Regions from separate parts of the Mus musculus genome. Here region 2 is linked to region 1. Evidence: chromatin contacts called from public Hi-C data. All regions are on one chromosome and are shown on one strand. Each heading gives the region's core, a stretch centred on a gene start, on an enhancer-like site or on the middle of the called end of the contact. The rest is flanking DNA. Distances are from core to core; before and after follow the strand shown. Region 1 has its middle 90 kb from the start of Gm34145. Region 2 has its middle 77 kb from the start of Gm34468.

Region 1 (5,105 bases), core at 910-3,409:
CTTCATATCTCATTTCTCTGGCTCACCTTCCTGAGGAAGGAGACAGGCTCATGCGGCTGCAGTCGGCTCACTTTGGGCTCTTTTTAATTTACACCTGACAGAAAACTAAAATTGCTCAAACTTCAGCTTCCTTGTTCCCTCTGTCAGCCACTATTGTTCCCATTTCTCCATTTTTTTTTTAAAGATAAAACTTCACAACCATGGAAAGCGAATGATTTGAAAGTGGACAGTTCAGCGCATATTTGCTACGTTTTCCAGAGGTTTGTAGCCTTCGGGGTGTAAATCTTTCTCCTGCTGGGTTAGGGAGTTATACATTTGTATCCGTTTTTACCCCTTTAGCTTCTGCAACAAATAGTATTGTTTCCTAATTGTTCTTTGGATGGTTCTTTGCTGATTGTGCACAAACAGCTGGGTTTGTGTTGATCTTGTTCCTTGGAACTTTGCTGAGGAGGGTGGGTGAGAAGCAGGGAGGGAAGGAGGGAAGGAGGGAGGGAGAAGGGAGGGAGGGAGACTTAGCAGTTTCTTTTAAGAAAAAAATTTATAGCTGGGCAGTGGTGGCACACGCCTTTAATCCCAGCACATGGGAGGCAAAGGCAGGCAGATTTCTGAGTTCAAGGCCAGCCTGGTCTACAGAACACCTTGGGGGAGCGGAGGGGACTATACAGAGAAACCCTGTCTCGAAAAACAAAACAAAACAAAAAAAATTATCTGTGTGCTTGTGTGTGAGCGAATATGAGTGCAGGTACTCAAGGAGTCCAGAAGAGGGCAGCAGATCCCTTGGAGCTGGAGTGACATGTTCTTGGGAGGTCCCAAACCCCCATGCTAAGAACCTATTCAAGAGCAGTGTGTAGACTTAGTCACTAAGCCATCTGTCCAGCCTCCAATTGTTTGGAAGGTTGTTTTGTTTGGTTTTGTCTTTGTGTGTGTGTGTGTGGGTGTGTGTGTGTGGGGGGGGTATTGGTTTTGCTGAGTTGGCTGATTTTTTGTTTTGTTTTGTTTTGTTTTATCTCTGCTGTGCCCTCCAATCCCTTTCTCCCACTAGTTTTAGCTTTTATTTTGCTCATTTTTAGAGTATGAAGTCAGATCATAGATTTGCCCTTTTCTCTTTTAACGTTGATGCTCACAGCAGTATATTACCCTGACGGAGCTGCTTTCCCCCATGGTCTGAAAGTTTGGTATCTTTTTTTTTTTTTCTTTATTTCATTCTAAAAGTCTTTCCCTCAGGACTTCTTTTTCTAACAGCTCTTGAAAGTGCATGGCTCAGTGTGTTCGTCTATCTCTGCTCTCTTCCTCCCCTCTGTGACTAGCTTCAGTCAACTCTTGTGTTGTTAATCATTTGAAACAAATCAAAAAACAAAGGTCTGTCCTGGGCAGTGCTCCACATGGGCTTGTGTCTGTGGGTGTTGGCAGTGTGATCCTAATCTAGCGGGTCCAGCTGGACCGTGGAGTCCAAAGCCTCCGTTCTGTTTTCAACCTTGTTAAACTGCACTCTGTTACGGAGAGCATCTCCTTGCCTGGGTAGCTACTGCAATGAACTCCAGTTCCTCAGAGCGCCCTTACAGCTGGGCCTGCCCCTCCCCCATGGGAGGAACTACCCCTTTGTCTCCTGCCCCTATAACCCAGCTCACTATTATCTTAGGAAGGCCCAGGCACTGGGGGGCAGGAGGGCGGCTGCTGTGGCTTCACCTCCCAGACATGGGGTTGGGGACTGTGGCTTTCTCGCCGAGATGCAAAGGAGATGCCAGTGGTGAGGCTGGACACCAAGGGACACAGCTGAGATGTGACACACGGATGAGAAAGCATTAATTATCTGGAAATAGAATTCAAAATATTTTAGATGGAGTCAAATTAGCCTCCAGCTGGGATTCTGGCGGAGCAGATGTCACCCTGTCATATCTCACTGCCTCTGCCTCCCCTGAATCTCTGCCACCTGAGTTTAATTCACAGAACTTAGCCCAGTTCTTGTGCTCAAACTCCACACAAGAGAGGTCTGGCCCTGGTGCAGTCATAGAAGCCAATGGTGAGGGGGAGGACGGGGGGGGGGGGGGGGGGGCGGGGAGCAAAGTTCCAGGCTCCACCCAGCTAAGTCTTGTCCTGGACACAGGCTGTCATCATGAAATCCATATGGGCTCCAGAAAGGACAGTGCCTCTCCCCACAGGATGCAGACAATGTTCTGGGACTCACTCCTGCACCTGAGATGACAAAGAGGAATTCCCCGCTGCTCTGTAAGTGATGGTGTGTGGCTCAGCCCTGCCAGCGAGAGGATAAATGGCCCTCGGGAGCGCCTGTGAATGTGTGAAAGCCCAGATCATAAAGAGCAGTTTTCTTAACAAAATCAATCTTCAGATGTATGGTTTTCACAGTCGGGATGGGAAAGGCACAAAACATGGTAATCGTAACAGGGAAAAAAAAAAAAAAACCAAAACCAAAAACACTCTAGCAACGAAAACACTCTAGCAGATCCAAGAGCTTTCTGTGCTGGGTCTCCACCAAGTTTGTTTACAAATGGCAGCATCGGTCCTGCAAGGGGGTTGGTGGGGGGGCGACTCCCTCACGAGGCCCTTGCTCATCTGATGCGCCTGTCAGGACTCTGCAAAATGCTGTGCTGGTCCCTCCTGGACACGCCCTTCTCCTGCCTGACTCTTGTCAATCTCAAGGTCAGCCCCGCCCCTGACAATGAATGCTACCAGCTCGGAGCAGTTTTCCTCTGCGTTCAGAAACGCGGCCTCCCACATCTCCGACCTCAAAAATGACCTCTCACGTCACGGCTCAGAGGTTTCTCCCTGTTTTATGGGTCAGAAATCGGACACATAGGTCATAGCTCAGGGTTGCTCGCCTCTCTGGAGATCTGAGGGGAAGCCCTCAGGGTGTAGGAGAATTGGGTGCTTGTGGCTTTAACGCTGAGGTCCCTCTTCCCCTATGGCTGCCAGTTGAGGCTTTACCAACTTGCTGGGTCCCGTGTTCCCTGTAGCTTACATCTCTGTCCTCAAAGCTGTTTCTTCCTTCTAGCTCACTGGGGGCGGTCTACCTGGCAATTATCCTTCCAGATGGAGTCATGTGGTGATTGATGCTGCCCCACCCTGGGTCCTCCAAGCTCCTTCTTGGATCCAGTCCCACAGTATCTTTCCCCAGACTGGTGACATGCTCAGGTTCTGGGGATTCCAGTGAACACCTAAGGGACTGTTACTCTGCCAACCACAGCATCAGGAGTGGAGTGGAGCTGAGGTTGTCCTGACTCCATTCCCCCACACAAGGTGTCCCATGACCCCATGGGTGCTTCTCCATCCACCATAGCCTACTAGAAGCTCAATCTTCCCAAGGTTAACAGCTTCCAGAGGTTCACCACTGAACTTGAGTCTATATGTAGTGAGTGCCTCAGATGTGGGATTCTGGGGTACAGTGGACAGACGTTGACGGAGCTGGTCCCCTTCGAAGTGTATAGGGGTCTTCTGTATCTCTCAATGATGGCCAGTGAGAACAGGGCCCGATGTCAAAGAAAATTAGGAATAGGAATTCTAGGCCAAAGCTCTCAGCTTTCAAGCACTGGAGATGACGTTAGCTTTCTAAGCACAGACAGACGGAGGTTAAATGAATACCTGAGGCCCCTTCTGGCATGTAACCTTGTGTGCAACCTATGTCCAGAAAAATGCCTTTAAAAAAAAAGAAAGAAATCAAACAACCAGAGTCTCTTTCATAGACCTCTCAATAAAACCTGATATTATCTTTACTCCCTCTCTACAAAGGCAAAAGGCTATCTCCTGGCAACACCGCTGCCCACCCCCATCCCCTACCCTGTTCCCTGCAGCAGCTCCGCTGCCTCCCCTGGGTTCCCACTCTGAGCCTTGATTTCCTGGTTTCTTCTCCTGGGAGACTCCCCTTCCCATCGCCATCCTAGAGAATCTCCTTTGGTGGCGAGCCAAGCACCACTGTGGAGCTTTGTCAATTTCTCCAGGGGTCTTCAAAGCAAGAATGAAATATACATGAAATTTTCAAAGAATGATTGGTAAGGATCAGGAGTAAACACAGTAGAACTAGTGAATCAGGCACACCAGATGCAAATGGTAGATAAACTCTAATCCTTATGCACAAGGCATCCAGCGCTGAGCCCTGGGATGCTAGGATTCTGAGTGACAGCTGAACCTGGCAACAGCAGAGCCAAAGGCATGCAGGGAGGACACATGCCACTTTCCTGCTGGCCACACTTCTTTTCTATCACAAGATATGCCTTCTTTGGTAACTGATGCTAAAGAGGATAATGACCATAGTGATTTCCAAATATATATCCTTAAAAGGCAGAGTCCATCTTTGTCCTCGTTAACTTTGTCAACTTGATACAACTTAGAGTCATCAGAGAAAAGCCTCTATTGAAGAACTGCCTAGATCAGATTTGCCTGTGGGAATGTCTATGGGGAGTGTTCCTGATTATTAACTGATATAGAAGTGCCAGCCTACCATGGGTGGCGCCACTCCCCAGCCAGCCCACTGTGGGTAGTGTCATTTTCTCTAGACAGCCCACTGTGGGTAGTGTCATTTTCCCTAGACAGCCCACTGTGGATGGTGTCATTCCCTAGCCATCCCACAGTGGGTGGTGTCACTCCCCAGCTAGCCCACTGTGGGTGGTGTCATTCCCCAGGCAGGTGGTCCTGGGTTGTATAGAGGGCTAGATCAATATGAGTGAGCGAGTGAGCCAGCAAGCAGTGTTCCTTCATAGTTTCTGCTTTGAGTTTCTGTTTAAGTTCCTGCTCCAACTTCCTTCAGTGATGGACTGTGACCTGGATATAAGGCAAATAAACTCTTTTCCTTCCCTAAGTTGCTTTGGGGCAGGGCATTCTATCACAGCCACAGAAAGGAACTGAGAACAGCCTCCTAGCCATGCCACCTGCCCGTCTCCACTGATGAGAGCTTCTGTGTTCAATGTGGTCTATGCAGGGTGAGGCCACCTCAATCTCCATTGCCAATAAGCGGAGCACACCCCGAAAGTTACCTGTAACCTCAAGGAGTACCAAAGTAGCTTCCATGAAGCCACCCCTTATTTCAGGAGGGGCAGACTATCTGCAATATAAGATAAAAGAAAGTCTCCAATGTTGACACCCAAGTTCAGAAA
Region 2 (5,105 bases), core at 1,568-4,067, 200 kb before region 1:
AGTGCAACCAGTGCTCTTAACCGCTGAGCCATCTCGCCACCAATCAGCTTTGGAATGTTGCCAGAGCACATCAATATCTGACAAGAGCCTTGTTGATTTTAACAGTGGACTAGCCGGGCAGTGGTGGTGCATGTCTTTAATCCCAGCACTTGGGAGACAGAGGCAGGATTTCTGAATTCGAGGCCAGCCTGGTCTACAGAGTGAGTTCCAGGACAGCTAGGGCTACACAGAGAAACCCTGTCTCGAAAAACCAAACCAAACCAAACCAAACCAAACCAAACCAAACCAAACCAAACAACCCAGGGGACTAGAGTCTAGGTTTATAGCAGTATTCTGACCTTAAGAATGTATGTGTGTATATCCTTTTGCACGCATGTGTGTGTGTGTGTTGTGTGTGTGTGTTGTGTGTGTGTCTCTCTGTGTGTGGTGTGTGTGTGTGTGTGTTGTGTGTGTGTCTCTCTGTGTGTGTTGTGTGTGTGTGTGTTGTGTATGTTGTGTGTGTGTATGTGTGTTGTGTGTGTCTAAGTAAGCACAGGCTTTAACAAGCACCTTTACCCACTGAGCCATCTTGCTGGCCTGATGCTTCAGCTTCTAAAAAACTCTTTCATCGTTTTTCCCTCCGTCTCAGGCAAGCCCGAGAGCTGCATAATCTTACATTCTAGTGAGACCTTGCCAAGACTGCAAAGTTTCTAATAGCCTTGAATAGCAGAAGTATCTTAATATAGGCACAGCCAAAAGGAGGGAAAAAAAACCCCAGGGATCCAACAATCTTCATATGTCAACTCTAACTGCAGTCATGGACACAGAAGACATCTGCTCTCCTTGAAACTAGAAAGAGTGTCAGCAGAGTCCTCCCTCCTTCCCTCCCTCCCTCCCTCCCTCCCTCCCTCCCTCCCTCCCTCCCTTCCTTCTTTCTTTCCTTCCTTCCTTCCTTCCTGGAGAATTTAGCAAATGAAAAGAGAAAGAGAAAGTTGAAGCTTGGACGGTTGACTCAGGGTTGGGCCAGAGATGGCAGGCCAGACCCAGAGCATTTGTATTTGGGACAGGAGAAGGGGACACACATAACAGGATGGCACTTAGGTCCCCATGTTATGGTAAGCCCAGGTCATACTTCATTTCATCCCCTGTAGAATTTTGTCTGCATGACAAGTGTGTAATTTGGTAAATCATATTGACTCAGAGAGCAGGACATCTGAATTGGGCTTGAATTTAGTTTTTACAGAGGTCGGGGTTGCTTCTTACAAGGAAAGCCTAGCAGGCTGAGAGAGATGGGTGGGTTGATCAAATTCTTCGCACAGAAGCATGGAGCCCCAAGTCTGATCTCCCAGAATGTACACAGAAGAGCCAGGTATGGGGGCACATAGTTGTGATCTCAACACTGGGAAGGCAGAGACGGGTATCCCTGGGGTTCTTTGGCAGTCTACCTAGCCCACTCAGCTATTTCCAAAAGCAGGATGGATGGTATCCTGAGAAACAGCATTTTCAAGTTGATCCCTGACTTCCATTTGTGTCCACATATATACACATATACATGTGTACCTATGCACACATGATCATGTGCATATGGGCACACACATTCAGAGGGAGAGAGGGAGAGAGAAAGAGGAGGAGGAGGAGAAGAAGAAGGAGGAGGGGGAGGAGGAGAAGGAGAATGGGAGGGAGGGGGAAGAGAAGGGGGAAGAGGAGGAGGAGGAGAATGTCGAGGAGGAGGGGGAGGAGGAGTGGTAGGGGAGGAGAAGGAGAGACAGAAAGTCTGGACACTGGAACTCTCTATCTTCTTTCTCATCGGCAGAACAGATCTAGCCGGAGGACAGTGCCATCTTTTGGCCATTCTTCTCTGTTAGCTGGGTCACACTGGTCATGCCAAAGTATAAAAGAAGCTCACTGGTCTCTTTTTTTTTTTTTTTTTTTTTTGAGACTCTCAGGATTCAAACAAATCATCCCTAGTTTTTCAGGATGCATTCCAAATAAAAGTCCCTGAAGATGGGCAGCTGACGCTTTGTTTGCCTAGAGAGAAGTCAGAGACCCAGAAGGCAGGCAAACCTCCCATCTTCTGGTACCCATGTTAGTCTGATCTGGTCCCCACGCCTGCCTCATGTTGTAGCAAGTGTTAAAATCTTGTGTTAGAGTCAGTAGTGACAAGAGCATCCCTAACCCGTGTAGGAACTTGATGCTGACAGCTGGTCTGAGTTCCTTCTTCCCTCTCTCTGAAGCAGTTTTGCAGAGGATAGTCTGAGAGAACATACATACAGCAATCAGCTATGCAGACCTGAAAGTCCCTGTCACCCCTATAATGGATCCCAAAAGGCAAAACAGGGCAAAGGACATCATCTGTGTCAGTGGAGTCACCCAGAAAGCAGAACTAGAGCCGAACGAATTTGGAGTGGAGGTCCCAGGAGTGCCCTTTCACCCCGTGGGAGGACTAGAGTTATATTTAATATTTAAATAATTAAAAATATGTCTGGAACCCAGTCTTTCCCTGTCCTGCGTTACTGCTTGCGCCGTTTTCTTGATTTAGTTACTTCCCTAGATTGCTTCTCTCCTGGTTCCCTTTGGAGAAGACGCTGAGATCGGCTCCATCAGCTCAGGGCTCGGTTAAGACTCCTCTGGTTCCTTGAACTATCTGAGAAGTCTCCATCCAGGCTTTGCTGAGGGGGTCTGCAAGTCCGTGGTGGGGCAGAAATCCTGTAACTCAGCCAGGAGTCTATGCTTGCTAGCCCTGAATCTCAAGGTCAGGCCGAGGCAAGCAGTGAGAGGCCAACGCTGGTCCTCCCTAGACACAGCGCCCTGCCCCCACACATGCCTTCAAAGTTCCCAAGAATATGACAGAGCTTTTGAAAGCCTTATAAGGACACTGCAGTGTGAGTTCGGTTTGCTTTCTGTTTCATTCCAGAGGCGCTCGGTTTGCATTCCCATGCCATTCCACAGGGTCCTTCCTTCTTTGTACTCCGATAAAACATGAAAGCAAACTTAGGCTGTGTTTCCCTCGCCAGTCTGTATAGACTGTTTACGATGTGAGAGTCAGGAGTCTGCAGGGGGCTGTTCACCCTTGGGATGTGGCTTAGAATTTAGCTCACACTGGAGGCTAGGTCTGTCTCCAAACCTCTCAGCCTCGCCTTGGTGATGAACAGAAAGAAATCTAAGCTTCCTGTTGCTTTGGAAATTTGATTATTTCCCAAGGCCCCCCTGGATGGGGAGGTTTGGCTGGGTTTCTTTGTCCCTGGTTGGTGTCTCAGATGGCCATGTCTTGTTCTCTAGCGCACCTCTCTGGAGTGTGTGTGTATACCCAGCTCTTCACAGGGGCATGTTGGGAGTATAGCGGATTAGGAACAGTGGGCACCCTGGATTCTCTGGCTGCCATCCTGGTCTGACTTTTGAGTTTGTTCTGGAAGGGATAAAGGATTGGTGCTGTGGGTGTTGGGGTCCATCACAGCTGGATGTTTGCAGGAAACTTCCCCAATGTCGAAGAAACCCTAGAGAACCAGAGAGCAAACATGTAGGGCCTCCAGTTCACATTCCACCCGAAACAGATCATTGACATAGTCTCACAGCCCTCAGGACCCCAAGTACCTTCCCTGTGGTAGGACTCACTCCCTCTTGTTGTCTGTAGGACAGCCTCTCCCCGTACCACTGCTTCATTGTCCCTCCAGGGTCCTGTGCCTTTACTGTCATAGCTATATACTTCACGAGGCTCTGCACTACAAGGTACAAGGCTCTGCCTCATACAAAGCAACTACCAGATCCTGAGCAGAGGGTATCTGCAGCCAGTTGCTCGATCACCTCGATCACCTTCACTGCCCACCCCTCGAATGGCCCCAGCATGCTCCATTTTGGCCAGAGAACATCCTACTACACACACACACACACACAGACACACACACACACAGACACAGTGATCTTCAGGAAAGTGTACACCTAACCAGAAACAGCTAACTCCATACATATTGAACCTGTGACTGTGGTGGGATTATTCTGGCCTGGAGCAAGAACTGCAAATCTCAGCTGCCCATTTATTTGTAAGCAATGACAAGATTGAGGCCAATTTGTCTCGATTTAGTCATTTGATGCTGAGCTTAGTGTCTTGTTCATTTATGCATTTTTTTCATGCTCATGAATAATAGTTCAAATTTGGGTAGGGATCTGTTTAAATTCTTCTCCCTGACCCAAATCTGCCAACTTGGGGTGGTGATACAGCCTGGTACTATGAGGTTCTAGTTTTGATACCCAGCATCATATTTAAAAAATAAACAAGTGCAGAAATATTATACAGCCAAGGCCCCTCTGCCTAGGGATAGTGCTGCCCACAGTGGGCGAGGCTACCCCACATCAATCGCCAACAGGACCTTCTTTCATAGACATGACCATAAGCCTATCTAATGGAGGTAACTCTAGGTGTGTCACAAAGACAATAAAAACCAACCAGTGCACCCCATTTTAAAACATCTAACTTGAAGGTAAAAGTTAGCAGTGATGTCACTGTACCCGAAGAGTATTTGGGTGGCAATTGTGGTTACCAGCTTCTATGTTATTTCTGAGGCAAATGCTATACCCACATATACCAGAAACTGGTTTGGAGAAGTGAGACCAGCTACTAAGGCTACTACCACCAAATTGACATCAGTGGCCCAAGACATATCTTGCAGCTCTGTGGCACATGGCTGGCTTTCCACCCACTCTAACGTAGGCAGCACCCCCCAGTTTTGAAGTTCTATAGTGTCTCAGACAACCAGGCACTGTACTAATGCAGATCTAAACTGCATTAATGGGGCCATCAGGATTTTGAAAATACTCATTCACTCACTAGACCAGTGGTTCTCAGCTTCCCTAATGCAGTACCCTTTAATTCAGTTCCTGGTACTCATTATGTGGGCGTACCTGGATGTCGGCAGACCTGCCTGGAGATGGAGAGAGAAGCAGTGTCTCAGGTCCTAAGACTGTCAGAAGTATGTGTGTTCTGATGGTGATTTTTTTTTTTTTTTTTGGCGATCCCTATTTAAAAGTCATTTGACCCCAAAGGGGTCAGGGCCCAAAGGTTGAGAACCATTGCACTAGATTTTTCCAGACTGGAGCCACAAAAAGAAAGGAATTATAGTCCTGTTTGCCAC

Evidence for each region. A called contact is a pair of places that touch in the nucleus more often than the background predicts.
Region 2: a contact with region 1 is called in a Hi-C map of the N1E-115 cell line, with 3 times the contacts expected there. The contact joins two enhancer-like sites. A contact is called at or near these places in 2 of 484 Hi-C or Micro-C datasets (the N1E-115 cell line and nephron progenitors) and 1 of 9 other capture datasets (embryonic stem cells).

Annotation. Positions count from the first base shown.
Region 1 is chr5:129,215,220-129,220,324 of GRCm38.p6, reverse strand. No RefSeq gene overlaps it. Among named protein-coding and RNA genes, the nearest start is that of Gm34145, 90 kb to the left of the region's middle. Within about 2 kb of position 2,159, at least 26 of the 459 cell types and tissues checked have an H3K27ac peak or open chromatin away from gene starts, as enhancers often do. A contact at or near this core is called in the N1E-115 cell line, where this site is marked.
Region 2 is chr5:129,413,298-129,418,402 of GRCm38.p6, reverse strand. No RefSeq gene overlaps it. Among named protein-coding and RNA genes, the nearest start is that of Gm34468, 77 kb to the left of the region's middle. Within about 2 kb of position 2,817, at least 76 of the 459 cell types and tissues checked have an H3K27ac peak or open chromatin away from gene starts, as enhancers often do. A contact at or near this core is called in the N1E-115 cell line, where this site is marked.